Regions from separate parts of the Mus musculus genome. Here region 1 is linked to region 2. Evidence: chromatin contacts called from public promoter capture Hi-C data. All regions are on one chromosome and are shown on one strand. The core of a region is the stretch at or near the end of the contact, and the rest is flanking DNA. Distances in the headings are between cores, read along the strand shown. Region 1 holds the start of Rnf7 (ring finger protein 7). Region 2 holds the start of Atr (ataxia telangiectasia and Rad3 related).

The links. Promoter capture Hi-C pulls out the DNA fragments that hold promoters and counts their contacts.
Region 1: a promoter capture Hi-C map of liver shows a contact between it and region 2, with 2.2 times the contacts expected there. The contact joins the promoter of Rnf7 here to the promoter of Atr in region 2. A contact is called at or near these places in 2 of 39 promoter capture datasets (erythroid cells and liver).

What each region holds. Positions count from the first base shown.
Region 1 is chr9:96,477,344-96,484,836 of GRCm38.p6, reverse strand. It overlaps Rnf7 (ring finger protein 7), which reads left to right and starts at 6,162. Exons shown (of 3, transcript NM_011279.3): 1 at 6,162-6,429. The coding sequence starts at 6,255.
Region 2 is chr9:95,854,410-95,862,073 of GRCm38.p6, reverse strand. Atr (ataxia telangiectasia and Rad3 related) reads right to left here and starts at 4,477. Exons shown (of 47, transcript NM_019864.1): 1 at 4,291-4,477; 2 at 614-705. The coding sequence starts at 4,349. It overlaps 1700065D16Rik (RIKEN cDNA 1700065D16 gene), which reads left to right and starts at 4,192. Exons shown (of 2, transcript NM_001271569.1): 1 at 4,192-4,567; 2 at 6,514-6,656. The coding sequence starts at 4,318. The coding sequence ends at 6,626.

The DNA.
Region 1 (7,493 bases), core at 4,913-7,412, 620 kb before region 2:
CTCAAATAAATACATTTAAAAATGTAGTGTTATAGAAATTTTTAATCTCAATCTGGGGTTTCTACCCCACCTTTAACCATTTAGTTCCAGGATAAAAGACGTAACCTTTATATTTACAATCAGCCTTAAACAGCACAGGAGCTGGGCAGATATCTACCCTCTACACCATTAAAATCTACTTTCTTATCGATAACCCCAAGTTATTACTCACTATGTTTCATCTGGGCTGCTCTTAACTCCAACTGGCCAGCCCTTGGGGCCACGTTTTTGTCCACTCACCTAACCCATGGTGGCTTCTTTCTCTCCTTCACCTTCTTCTTTTCGTGGATCTCCTCCAACTTGAAGGCCCCAGGAAACCTAAACCCCACCTTTGTCTCTTCTGCCCAGCAATTGGCTGTTGGCATGTTTATTCATCAATCAGAAATAATTTGGTAGCAGGGTAATTTGGAAACTACGTGTAGATTCTAGGTCTTGGGGGCCATATGTAACATTATAGGACATCTCAGTAAAGTGAGAAAGGGGGGAGGGAGCGGGAGAAAGAGAATCTTCTTGGATTTCTCTTGTGCATGAGAAACAATGTGAAGAAAGTTATTTTAAACAGACATAACCTTTATTTTAAACAGACATTAAAACAAGACTATAAATATGACCAATAGGATTGTTTAGTGACTGTGACCACATCTGCCATTGTTATTCTTAATTGTCACCTTGGGATGTTTCTATGTGAGTGTTCCCAAAGGAGCTTACCTGAGGCAGGAAGACCCGCCCAAAATGAGCAACACCATCCAATAGGCTGGGGTCCCAGGCTGAGTAAAGAGGAGAAAGTGAGCTGGGCACAGCACTCATCTTTCTACTCCCATCTGGGGTCCCCTTTGACCTGCTGGCCTCATGCTCTGGTCGCTGTGTACCCCCACCTTTCCTTCCTTGACCTTGAGTTGCCTCTGTGAGTCATTTTGTCAGAATTACAATACAAGTAGCTGGTACAACTTCCTAAAAGACACCACCCTAGGAATTAGGACATTTTCCAAATGAGGAAACTTAGACCAGCTCTACTGCCCCACAAAATGCCACATAGTTCATTAGTGTGTGGCTGAAGGTTTATGAATGGCAACGAGGATTAAAAGAGTTTTCTGTGTCTTCACAGCATGCTACAGCTGAGAAGATTAAGTACTCAGCCATTAGAGCAACCAGAATTTTCTATGAAAACCTGCTGATTTTCAGCTGTGCGCCATTTAATTAAGCGTATTGCATCTCAATTTGCCCTTTTGTAAAACACAAATAAAAAACAACTGGGCCCGGTGTCTGTTAGATCTCTGAGACAGAGGAAAGAAACAGAGGCAGAAAGAGATCAGAGTCTGACCTTCAACAAACAAGACCGTATATATTAGCAAATACAGTGAGGGGCAGCCTCTCTCCTAGGAAAAGTGAGACTGTGACCCTGTATAAGGACGGGGTATGAAGCTTGGGGATGGTTGCAGTCAGGGAGTGCTCCATGCAGGTCTGCAGCCTCTTTTAAAATTGCTGGCTTCAAGCAAGACAGATTATCTTGGGAAACAAGCTGTCTCTGCAAACATTGCTTTCTGGGCAGACTGATAATGGCTGGACAGATCGTCCATAATCTCACAGGAGTCCTATCTTTAAAGGCTAGCCACTCTATCAGGGGCATATCTACTAAAGGGGTTGAGGCAGAGTGATCACAAGTTCAAGGTCAACCTGGGCTACTTGGTGAGATTCTGATTCAAAAAGTACAAAGAGAGGCTGGACTAAGGCTCAGCATAGACCTCTTGCCTGGAATGCATCAAGGCCCGGAGTCCAATCCCTAGAGAAAAAATAAAGGAAATATGATCTGGCATCATCACATCTGGATATACAGCTCAAAGAATTGAGAGCTGGCGTGAGGGAATGTTGATAGACCATCTTCATGGAGCAACATAGACGATTGATGAAAGCAGTTCAAACGGCTAGTAGATGGATAAGTTTGGGAGTGGGATTTCGGTTTTTTAAATCATTTTTTGCCAATTTAATTTATATTAATCATATATAACAAGATATATAACATATCTTGGCCATATACGTCCTCCAATTCCCCTTGGGTAACCCCGGCATATACACCTTCCATCTTCTTCCTCCTCTTCCTCCTTTTCTTCCTCCTCCTCTTCTTCTTCACCCACTGATTCCAATCAGTGTCATACTTCTCTCCCGACCCCAAATTTCTCCCCTTCCCTCAATAGACTTCAGCTCTTTAGACTGTCCAGACTAGCTGTCTAGACTTCAACTAAAGGAGCCACATGCAGCCCGCCCCCACCCTCCATTGCCACTGGAATTAGTGACCTGCTTGATTGTGTGCAGGCAGTACACACAGCCACTGCTGTTATGACGTCATGAGTGCAGTGGCAATGCCCTGTTGTCGGCTTTCACAGCACTCCTCTCCATTTTTCAGGTCTCTTATCATTTCCACACTGTCTCCCAGATGTCCCCTGAGCCTTGCGAGGTAAATCAAATGTTCTATAAACCCACAACAGTTTATTATTTGGCTTTTAAGAGGCTGATATGTGATACGGCATGAACAACCGTTGAAGTTATTATGTCAGTTTAACCCAACCAGTCACAAAGACAAATGCTGCCGCATGATCCCATCGTGTGAGCTACTGAGAGTCCTCACAGTGACAGAGTCCAATGAAGATTGCCAGGTGGTCAGCAGAAGAGACTTCTAGCTCCGTGAGATTAGCGTGTTAAGGAGACTGGCTGCGCGTAAGCCACCGTCACTCTTAACAAACTCTGAACTGCATCTCATTGGTAGATTGCATGGGTTCTGCCACATTAAAATTTTTAATGAATGAATGTATTGTACAACCAATTACACGAGAACTTCTGGAGTCCATTATCAGCATTTGCGTTTCTTTTTACATTATAGGTCTCCTATTATTTGAAATAATTTTTAATCATTTATGAGCTGTCTCTAGGAGGGAAAAAAGCTTCTAACTGTCCCGTTCACTCTGACGAATTTAAGGGCCAGTAGCAATGTGACGGCTGCTGTGTGACCTGGGGAGAAACGAGAAGAAGGCACACAAGAAGTGCTGTAGTTTCTCATCGGAACTGCACATGCCCTAGTAGTGATTGATCACTGAGGACAAAATGGTGAAATTTTTTCCCCCCAAATGGGGAAATCAGCTGTTCGGGACTGTCATTACCTTTCTCTCCAAAGGGCAGAGTATGTCAGAGTGGCCAGTCTGAACAGGGTCCTGGACAAGGGTGCCAGGTGACAGTTGCAGGTCAATGTGGTGGCAGGACTTCAGTGGAGGTAAGCCATCTTTTGGAGGATGGTGGCAGATGGAAGGGGAGCTAGAGGAAGATTGTGAAGCAGGCTACAGAGAGTGCTAATCACACTGTGACAGGGTGGGTAGGGAGACACGGTGACCCAGGCAGCAGGTGAGGCTCAGAGAAATAGAGTGGAAAGTTCAGCTGATGCTGGAAACTTTCAACGGAAGAATGAGTAGAGTATTACCTCTGAATGGGATGGAAGGCAGAGAGGGACAAAGGTAAATGTGGGTTGTGATGACATTGAAGGGAAACTTGTAGGAAGGGAAGCTGAATTTTGCAAGAAAGGCAATGACACCTCCAAATACCAAGTTGGGGCCACTGTGGGATACTGACAAAGACTGGTTGCCCTCCAAGCAAACATGACTGTCATGTGCAGCTTTGAGAAGAGGTGCAGGTACAGGAGGCTGTTTCAACAGAGTGGTGAAATAGCCGACTCCAACTGAGTCCAGAAGAGAGTCTGGGCTAGCCTGAGTCACAGGGAGAGAGCCGAGCTGGCTCAGAGGCTAAGAGCACTGGCTGTTCATCCAGAGGACCCTGGTTCAATGCCCAGCACCCACACGGCAGCTCATTATAGTCTGTAATTCCCGTTCTAGGGCTTCTGATACCCTCATGAAGACACACACATCTGCAGGCAAAACACCAAAGGACCATCCTGAGTTCATTCCTGCCTTTGCTTTGAGGGATAGTGATCTAGATGTATAAGCCAAACAGTTTTCTCCCTCAGGGGCTTTGGAACGCTGCCTTTATCATAGAAACAGAAAGAAAACTAACGCCCTCCCTCCTCTTCTTAAACCTCCTCTTCCTTTATTCACCAGGTGTACAAACTCCAAGCCCAGGCTGCCTTTTGTCTCTTCTGTGAATTCTAACTTCTACAAATTAAAGCCTGCCATTTTTCTGACTAACCTCGGCTGTGTAGTTCACAGGCTGCCGCCAAGGACTGAATTTAAGAAGCCCCGGAGAGCTTTTCCTCTTCAGCCACAGGGAAGATTATTTTCATAAAGATGAATGGCAGGAAGGAATGAGGAGTGGAGAAATAAACAGTGGAAACTCAATCGCGATGGGAATAAGGTCTTTCCTGAAGGGCTCAAACGTGTTTGTGTTAAAGGGAAGTCTCTAAAACAAAACCAAGCATCTCTCTCCCAGTGTTCTCAACAAAGGAATAAAGACTCTCCCGCAGAGGAAGTGACCACAGAAACGCCATCTTGTGCCATCTTGTCCCGACTCCCTGTGCATTGGCTTAGGCACTTCTCAGTCCTCTCCTCACCCACCTCCATGCCCACATCTACCCTCCCAGCACATTTGGGACTTCTGTGGCCTGGACCATGGTCCCGATGTATAAACCAAAATAATTAATGTAAACTAAAATAACTGAAGAAGGCACAAGTCAAAAGTAACTTTCATGTTACGTCTGGAAAAAAAAATCACCATGTTCTGTCAGAAATGAACGTTTCAAGATTGTTCTGTCATCTGACTTTCATGTGAGTTGTGGTCTTTGTGGGGTTTGCCTTTAGAAACACCGTATCCCTGAGCTGCGACACCAAGAGACTCTGAGGCATGCGCCGGAATTTGGTCCTGCACGAATAAAGGACTCGTACTTTTTTGTTTGTTTTTGTTTTTCGAGACAAGGCTTCTCTGTGTAGCCTTGGTTGCCCGAAACTTGATTTGTAGACCAGGCTGGCCTTATAACTCACAAGGATCCACCTGCTGCTGTCTCCCAAGTGCTCAGAGTAAGGTGTGCACGGCCACTGCCCCATATACTTCTAATTGGCTTAACCGGTAAGGATGGACACCACCACCCCCGTTGGTAAGAGTAGCCTGAAGGATGGCGGTGGACGTGAGCTGAGCACGAGGCAGGAACATTTGTTTTGCTTTTTCATCCAAGCTTTCCTTCAATGCTGGCCAAGTGATCTGAGACAAAGCCTGGTGGGAGGGACCTAACCACAGTCCCAGGGGCCCACTGCCTGGCCCTTCCCTGGCTGGCTCACTCTGCTTTCTCCCCAGCACACATTTGCTTAAGCATTGCGTTCTTGCCCTTCTGCTTACCTATTCTCTGTCACCTGAGAACAATAACAAACAAACAAACAAACAAACAAATGTAGTGTCTGGAGGGATGACTCAGTGGTTAAAACCATGGTCTGTTCTTCCAAACGACCGGGGTTCAATCCTCAGCACCTCCATGGCAGATCACAACTGTCTGTAACTCCAGGTCCTTTCCAAGGAATCTGACACCTCACAGCAATGCACATAAAATAAAGTTTAAAAAAACATATATTTTGTTTGTTTGCTTGCTTGCTTGCTTGCTTGCTTGTTGCGAGACAGGGTTTCTCTGTATAGCCCTGGCTGTCCTGGAACGCACTTTGTAACCAGGCTGGCCTTGAACTCAGAAATCCGCCTGCCTCTGCCTCCCGAGTGCTGGGATTAAAGGTGTGAGCTACCACGCCCGGCTGCCGAAAAACCAAAAATAAATAAATAAATAAATAAATAAATAAATAAATAAATAAATAAATAAATGAATCTGAATTCAAGGCCAACCATTTTGTAAGATACGGAGGTTACAGTGATGAGAATTCTGTCCCTACTCTTGATAGTTTTACATTTGGGAGAAAGGAGACAAATGAAGACAGGGACGATGTGATTTCTGAGACTCCCCCGAGTTTAATACAATGTAACTCCAGACAATGCTCGCTTACTGACCCGGGCCTGCCCTACAGCAACTGGCCTTTGGCCACTTTAGCAAGCGCTGGGGTTCTCTGTACAGGCCTTGCCCAGCCCCTCGTGACGTCACTGGCGCGCGCCATCCAATCATCGCCGTCTGGCTCCGCCCGCCCGCCCGTGCCTGCGGGAGGCTCCGTGGCGTGTGTTGTGGCCCCGCTGAGCCACCGTACCTCCCGCCTCCGCGCCCAACGTCCGCGTCGCCGTTCTGCGCCGCCGCCATGGCCGACGTGGAGGACGGCGAGGAACCCTGCGTCCTTTCTTCGCACTCCGGGAGCGCAGGCTCCAAGTCGGGAGGCGACAAGATGTTCTCTCTCAAGAAGTGGAACGCGGTAGCCATGTGGAGCTGGGACGTTGAGTGCGATACCTGTGCCATCTGCAGGGTCCAGGTGATGGGTAAGCGATGCAGGCGAAGCCGGGACCGCGAGCTGGGCCGAGCCGGCGAGTGCTGGGCCGGGCCGGGCCGCCAGACACGGGATGGTTCCTATGGGGGCGGGGGGGAGGGGGCGTGACCGGGATACCCGAGGGGAACCTCCGGCCCTGCGGCCAGCAAATCTCCCAGCGGATCCCTCGCGTAGATCTGAGGGTTGGGATGTTCGTCTTTGAGATGCTCTCACGTTCCTCAGGATTAGAGCTTGCCCATTTAGCCGAGGTTGGCTTAGAACCCAGGAGGGCGCACCTCCCAAAAACTGGAAATTGCGAGCCTGCGCCACTATACGGATTCTGTCTCATAACCGAAATGAGGCTCAGTGACCGGAGAGATGTTTCCACAGTTAAGAGCACAAGCTTGTTCTTAACAGAGAACCCGGGTTCGATTTTCCACACCCACATGGCAACTCACCACCCTCTAACTCCTGTTCCAATAACTCCAGCACCCCATTATGGCCCTTGAGGGCATTAGGCACATTTGGTATGCAAACCCAGATGCAGGTAGCATAAACATAAAATTTTAGATTACTGTGAGGTTGCTTTACAGGGCGACTGGGGAGTAGTTGAAATAGATTTCTGCAGTTTGAAAATGTGCGCGTTTCTTGGCTTTGAGACTTTAAACGTAGCATCAAGAGATTCCACAGTCTATTCTTTGTCTTTGGACTTGCTTCATCAGGGCTCCCAAACTTTACTTTTTACATTTAATTGTAGACCCAGACACTAGTTTCTATGTAGAATCTGATTTGACTAAAACACTAAAATCCAGCTGTTCCACCCCTCATCCTTGCTTAGGAGCTGGGCAGTGATTTCCATTTTAGGGTTGAGTGTGGTTGCGAATGTCTGAAATGCCAGCACTCGGGAGGCTGAGGCATGGGGGCAGAGGCAGCACAAGCTTTGCTTAGAAATTTTATTCTGGCCAGGTGTGGTGATATCTTTAAACTTAGTACTCGAGAAGCAAAGATAAACAGATCTCTGTGCGCCTTAGGCCAGCCTGGTCTACACAACCAAGGCTAAGTAGTGGGACCCCATCT
Region 2 (7,664 bases), core at 3,228-5,727:
TAAGATAAAACAAAACAAAAACAATAATCTGGTGAAGGAGTCAAAGAATTAAAAATAGTAGTTTGACTTGGTAATTCAGGATAAAATGAAACAATTCTGGAAAGATCCCATGAAGGAGTTCCTATGGCTGAGGGAAAAGGCAAGTGGTGAGAACAGAGGGAGACCCAGAGGGAACCATATCTTACAAGTGTTCATAGCCCTTTGCTCTCATTTTAGCAACCTATGACTTTGTAGACTGAAAAGAACAAAGTTTAAGTGGTTATAATAAATCACAAAATGTGTTGGTACCAAATTTCACTTTTTTTTTTTTTTTTTTTTGCAAGTTGTTGATAAAGCCCATATGATTGGACCCAGTCAAATGTTTTATAACTAATGCATTAAAGAATTCTAGGAAGCCAGTAGAAAAATCATGGAATAATAGAAACACACCCTTGATTTTAAAGCCTAAATTACATTATGTTTTAAGTAATAAGCAATACTGAGTAACAATTTGCTGGAAATTACTATCTATAACAAAAACTAACTCTGACTAAAACTGCCTAGAGGAAAAACAGGTAGTACAATGTTACACGGAAAACCATTGAAGTTCATGGAAGAAATAATTCCCTCTTACCAACATTTACATCTGTAAGTATTCTGTCAATGAACTGGCAGAGAATCTGTCTTGGTTTCTGTACAACAGTGTTATATTCTTCTGGAGTAGCACTGAAATACAAAGTAAAGCTTGTTAAAAGAGGCACTATGGGAGCAAGCAAGATGGCTTAGCAGGTAAAGGCAGGCTGCCAAGCCTGGCCTTAGTTCCATCCCCGGATGGATATAGTGGGAGGGGAGAAGTAACTCCCATGAGTCATCCTCCACATGGACTGTGATGTGTGTGACCCTCCCTCCCAATAAATAAATTAATGTAAAAATGTTTTATTAGAGGTATGGTGGCACATACCTATAATTGGAAGCTGAGGCAGAAGGCCAGTGATTCTAGGCCAGCATAAGCTATTTAGAGAGATTCTGTCTCTACAAACTAATCCAGCAAAGAGCATTTCATCTTTAAAAGGACCTACTTTTCAATTTGTACAAAAGCTCTCTAAACTTGAACCTAACAAATATGATTGGTTTAAATGTTAACATAGACAGTATTATACTTCTTAAAAGTGAAAATCTAAAGATATTACTAATTTGGGGCGGGGAAAGTCTTAAATGCCAGTGCAGACAGCTAACCTTCATATTTTAGAAATGTGCAGCTCAAAATGGCAGCCATTAGCCACATATGACTATTTAATACTTGAAAAGAAGGTTATTCCAAATTAAGATGTATATAAGATACATATTGGATTACTCATACTTGGACAAAAGAATTAATGTTGCATTAATCGTCTTATATGAGTTACATATGAGTGTGATAATATTTGGATATAATGAGCTAACACAAACCCTATAAAACAAGGTAAGATACTAAGCCTAATTTGGATCTGAGGATGCTCTGGAAGTTAAATCACTGGAGATCACACAGCTCAGATTAATGGAAGCCTGGGATATAAATGCAATTGTGATTAATAAGACCAGAGAGATACCTAGGCTAGCTAGAAGAGCCGTAAGGAGACACAGAAAAACTGAGGTTTATTCTAAATGCCACAAAGGTTGGAATTTCACAAAAGGAACACTGGCTAGGATCAGATCAATTTTAGAAAACATCTTTTGATTTTATTTTGATAAAATATAAATTACATAATGTTTACTATTTCATTATTTTAAAGTGTATATACTTCTATAGAATTAAGTTCAGCACATTACTACCACTCATGTAAAGAACTTTTTAACCTTCCCAAGCAGCAACTCTACACCTAATAAGCAATAATTTACCATTTCTCCTCTTTTATTCCCTGGCAATATTCATTCCACTATTTTATCTTCATGAGCTTGACTATTTTAAGGTTTCTTCTATTTATGGTATATTTACCTGTTTGTGACTTTTTTTTTAAGATTTATTTATTATTATATCTAAGTACACTGTAGCCATCTTCAGACACACCAGAAGAGGGCATTAGATCTCATTACGGATGGTTATGAGCCACCATGTGGTTGCTGGGATTTGAACTCATGACCTTCTGAAGAGCAATCAGTGCTCTTAACTGCTGAGCCATCTCTCCAGCCCCTGTGACTTATTTCTTAATTCAGTGGTTCTCAACCTTCCTAATATGTGAACTTTAATGCAGTTCCTCAATTCTTGGTGACTCAACTATAAAATTATTCTCATTACTACTTCATCATTATAATTTTGCTAGTTATGAATCATAATGTATATATTTTTGGAAAGAGGGGTTTACCTACAGGTTGAAACTCACTAGCTTTGTTGTAGCATATTAGAATGTCTTTCCTCATCATACTGAATAATACCATGTTTATGCCACGTTTGGGAGGATTATATTTACTCATCTGTTGAGCATTTGCTTCCACCACTGAGCTATTGTGAATATCAATGCTTTGATGAGCAAAAGTGTAAACATATATGTTCAAATCCCTGTTATAAATTCTTTTGGGTATATATTATAAAGAATTGTCATGTTATGAGGTAACTACTCTATTTACCCTCCTCCTTTAGTAGCACCTTCATTCCACTTCACAACCGTTAAGTTACACTATTTTACTTCTATACTAACAATGTACCACAGGGTCCAATTTCCCCATATCCTTACCATTTCTTTTACATATCAATAGTTATTGTAATGGTCTGAAATGGAATCTCCTTGTTTTGTTTTTGAGGAGGGTTAAGTTCTCACTATAGAGCCCCTTTTAATACCTTGATAGCTCAAGCTGTCCTCAAACTCAGTGAGCCTCTTGTCTTGGCCTCCCAAGTCATCTCACCAACTTCCTTGTGTGGTTTGGATTTGTCTCCCTTACTTTTAATCATATCAAACATCTGTGTTTTCCTTTACTTATTAGCTATTTTATATTCTCTCTGGAGAAAAATCTCAATTTCCTTATTCATTTTTTTCATCAAACTTTTTTATTGTTGAATTATGTAAGTTTTTAATATATTAATAGCTGTTAAACTTAAAATTTTAATCATTTTAAAAAGTCTGTATGCGCATGTGAGATATATATGTATGTATGTACATATGAATATAGGTTCTTGTGCCACGGTACATGAGTTAAGGACAGGGAACAACCTCAGGTGTTGGTCCCTGCCTTCCAGAATTTCAGTGATGACAAAATTTGTATTATCAGTTTTCCAAAATCACTTTATCTCATATACTTTTAGACAGAAATTACTAAATTCAAATTTTTAATGATTTTTTTTTTTGCTCCCACAAAGTCTATTTGCCACATTCATGCAAAGTAAAAAAACAAACATACAAACAAAAAAACCCTTCAGACAGTACAAAAGTGGTCTTTTCATTTATCCTCTAATTTAGGTTTTCGGTTTTTGGTATGGCCAACAGGAGGAAATGAACATCGCTGCGGTGCAAAACTAAAAGGAAACTGATAGCTCACAGACTTAAGGTCAGCACTAACTCTACGTGCAAACTTTCCAGCCTGAGAGAACCGACTTGAGAACTCAATGGCTGCGGTGTCCTGACAGAGGAAAACCTAGAGCGCAGAAGGGGCGTGGCAAGCGCTAATTTCTGATTGGAACCCGGTTCTCCTTTGACTCTCGAGGTTGACAGAAACAAGGGGTTTGCTTCCCCCCACCCCCTTTTTTCTCTTGTCTTTGTCTTTCCAGAGGCAAGGTCTCACTATTTAGTCCTGGCTGGCCTAGGGGCACCTCTGCCACCCAAATTCTGGGATTGAAGGCGGCGAGCCTCAAAGAGGCAACTGCAGATGAACACCAACGCGTGTTTTAGTTTGGGGGACGCTGTGCACGTTGGACTCCGTGGACCCGTGGCCAGTCCCGGGGACTTCCGACTAGAGTAGCGGGCTGGCCGACGCTCGGCCTCTCTCGGAGGAGAAACCGCCGCGCTTCCCTCAGAAGCGGGGCCGTGATTCCCAAACAAAACCTCAGCCAATGGATTCCGTCAACAACGACCAAAGGACCAGGACCCGGGGGAAGTTTTCGGGAAGCAAACGAGTGTGGTAAGATGGCCAGAAGAGACCCTTCTCGAGGCCAAGCGGGAAGCAGCTCGCGTGGACTGGCTCCCCGCGAGCCGAGCCGCGGCTGCCACGGTCACCCCGGCACGTGGGTCGCCACGGCGCTCCGGCCAACTGCCACTGTGAGGGAGGGAACGGCGGCCACAGGCCGCGGCGCGGGCCGAGGAGACCCGGCGACTCGAAGCTGGCGACGACGCGCGGCCCTACCTGGCCAACTCCCGCAGGGCGGGGATCATGGACGCCAGCTCCAGCCCGTGGTCGCCCATGGTGACACCGAGCGGCTCTCAAAACAGCCGCCGCCGGCGCCGGGCTTCTCCACAGCCGCCTCCGGTGGAGAGGGCGGAGCGTCGACGGAGCCCCGCGAGGTCCAAAATTCTCCTCCCGGAAGCCGCTCTCGGTTGCGGTTGGAACCCTGGGGAAATCCCAGAGGCGACAGGGGCGGAGCCGACAGCGGACGTGCCCGCCCACTTTCCCTCCCAGGCGAGTGCGTGACCTACTCCACGGGTATTTTTTGCTCAAACCTGGATGCTCAGGGAAGCCGTAAGCTAGGATCTGGGTCGGAGAGGGACCTGACGACCCAACAAAGTTAGATATTTCACTATGTTCGAATGGCATATTTAACTAGGTAAGGCCATGCAGTAATCCTTACATTTGCTGTTTAGGACACAAGGGTAATTATTGATACAACCTCCAAAAATAAAATTAAAAAGTGGTGGAATGGCAGCCAGATGCGCTCTGACTGCAAAGCTGTACTTTGAACACCCATCCCTTTGCCCCGTTTCCTTCAGTGATGCCCTGTGACGAGGAACTTTAAGCTGAAGCAAACCTTTTCCTTCCCAGGTCACTTTCCATCATTGTGTTCCATCACAGCAATAGAAACCTAACATAGGACAGGCAACTATGAAAAATAGTGTATCTGCTAAAAAGCAAGAAAAGCTAGCTATTTTGAAATCATGTTGAGAAAGATGACAATAATGACAGAGCTGAGGGCACAGTCCAGTGGAAGAGCACTAACCTAGCTCGTGAGGCTCGGGCACAGAGGACCTAGAGTACTAAACAAACTACAGTTAAACGATTTTAAAAAAGAAGGCATAGTTGCACATGCCTACAATCCCCTTACTTTGGGTATAGAGGCAGAAGGATCAAGAGTTCAAAGCCATCCTTAGCTCTATAATGAGCTCAAGGGCAGTCTGGGATACAGGGGAACCCTGTCTCAAAAAACAAAACAAAACCAAAAGCCACTACCACCACCACCAACAACAACAACAACCCAGTATGTAATTCATCACTGAGTAGCACTGCAGTTCTGAAGTGCAGGACCCCAAACAGCAGAGCTCTGGCAAATCTAATCCAAAAAGCAATTTTTGAAACAATTATTTGTTTTTCACTTTACATTCCAATACCACCCCCTCTCCTCCCAGTGCCGTTGGTGGGCCACCATGGGCAGTCCACATATGTCCTAGGCTATCTGTGAATATGATCCAACACAACTGAGGGACAGCACCATCACCCAGTGTCGGTAAGTGGTAGGGAGGTACTGATAGCTCTCCACAGAGTGACAATAAGCTGGCCACAGCACTACATGGCTATAATTCTAGCACTTTAGAGGCGGAGGCAGCATGGTAACCAGCTTAAGCCGCCTTAGGTTACATGGTGAGGCACAGTCTGAAACAATAGCAAGAGCTAGTCAAAGCTACCCTTGAGTTTGGAGGGGGGTGCAAATCAGAATGAAAGGAAGCTGGCAGCCATTTATCTGGACAGCCTTAGTGATACACCAATAAATGAGAGGCAGATGCCAAGGCCAGTGTCGGTCCTCCCTCTGAGGACTCTCTCTCTCTGCCAAACTCTGCAGAAGAATTTTTCGTAAGGCTGATTCTATTTTCATCTCCCATTCAGTCCTAACCCAGTATTTATTATACTCTGCCCTTGTGTCCCTCCCCCTCCCTGCCCTAATTCTCCCCAGAATCACCAACAGTTTCTCTTTTTCTCCTGTTGCTGCTGTTGTTGTTGCTTATTGAGATTGGGTCCCCCATAGCCCAGGCTGGCCTTGAGCTCACTATGTAGCTGAGGATGACCTTGAACTGCTGATCTTCATCCCACCTTCTGGGTACTGGGATTACAGGCAGGTGCCTCTATATTTAGTTTACATAGAGCTAGAGCTAGAGCTCAGACTCATGGTGTGGTGGTTTGAAGGAGAATGACCCCCAGAGGCTCATATATTTGAACACTTGGCATCCCCAGTTGGTGGAACTGTTTAGGAAGGATTGCTGGAGGAGGAGTGTCACTAGGAATGGGGGCAGGTGGACTTTTAGATTTCAAAAGCCAATGCCATTTCCAATTACTTCTTTCTCTCTCCCTCTTCCTCTTCCTTCTCTTCCCTCCCCGTTCTCCCTGTCTCCCCATTCACTCGTCTCTCTTCCCTCTGTCCAGTGCTTGTGGATCAAGATGTAAGCACTCAGCTAATTCACCAGCGCCATGCCTGCCTGCCTGTCGCTTTGGTCTCTGCCATAATAGTCATGGATTCCAACCCTCTGAAACTGTAAGCAAACCCCCAATAAACTGTTAATCTCTAAGTTGCCTTGGTCATAGTGTCTCTTTTTCCAGCAACAGAACAGCAACTAAGACTCATGCCTTCCTTTATGCTAGACAGACACCTAGACAGACCTTCCAGATGATCTTGGAAGCAGCCCCACAGACTGGGATCACACCCCTGAAATCTTTCTCTCCTTTCAAAGCTGCTGTAAGGAACTGACAGGCGCAGCTAGCTGTGGTCAGGAGTCTCACAAGCCTGCATGCCTCTGTCCTCACAGCACTCATAAAAAACAATAGCCTCATCTCACTACCTCACTGCTGCCCAGGGGCCAAGGCAGCTTGACTAATGTCACACATTAACTACCCCATTCCCCTAGCCAGTGTCTCCTTGACTCCTGTCATCCATGTCCCGCAACACAGGTCATCTATTAACTAAGCCTGCTTCCTCAGAGTGCAAGGATCACACCCTCCCTTAGAAGCCTTTAAGAATGTGCACTGGCTTGGTTTTGTATGCTGGGGACTGAAGCCTCTTTCCTTAGGCCCCAGCTGTTCTGCCTGTGGAGTTAATAACTGTCTTAATAAAGCTCTCAGTGCCTTCCTCCCGGGTCCACCTCCCCTCCTCTCATGGCTTTCAGATGGCTAAGTCCAATAGAGACTGATCACTTTTTTCTTCTTACACGATTTGCCGGTCTAGATTGCTGCATCCCTGGAATGTGTTCTCTGATTAGCCCGTGTTTTAGCAGTATGTCCTTTGCCATCTTTCTTCACTTTTCCTTAGGGGTTTCCCCCTCTCTTTTTTCTTTTTCCCCCTCCCCAACTGCACGGCACCAGGGGTCTTCATTGCTCCTTTTTATTCTTGGGTAACTTTATTCCTTCTGAAGACCTCAGGTAACTCCCATCGCTTGAGCACTCTGGAGCTCACTACCTGTTCCCTGCGAACTCTTCGGGCTCTGTTTCATCTGTCTACCTCTTTACCGGATTTTACTACCTTAAATGTTCTCAGGCACTTTATTTTTGTTTGTTTGTTTTTTTTAATAACAAGAAAACAA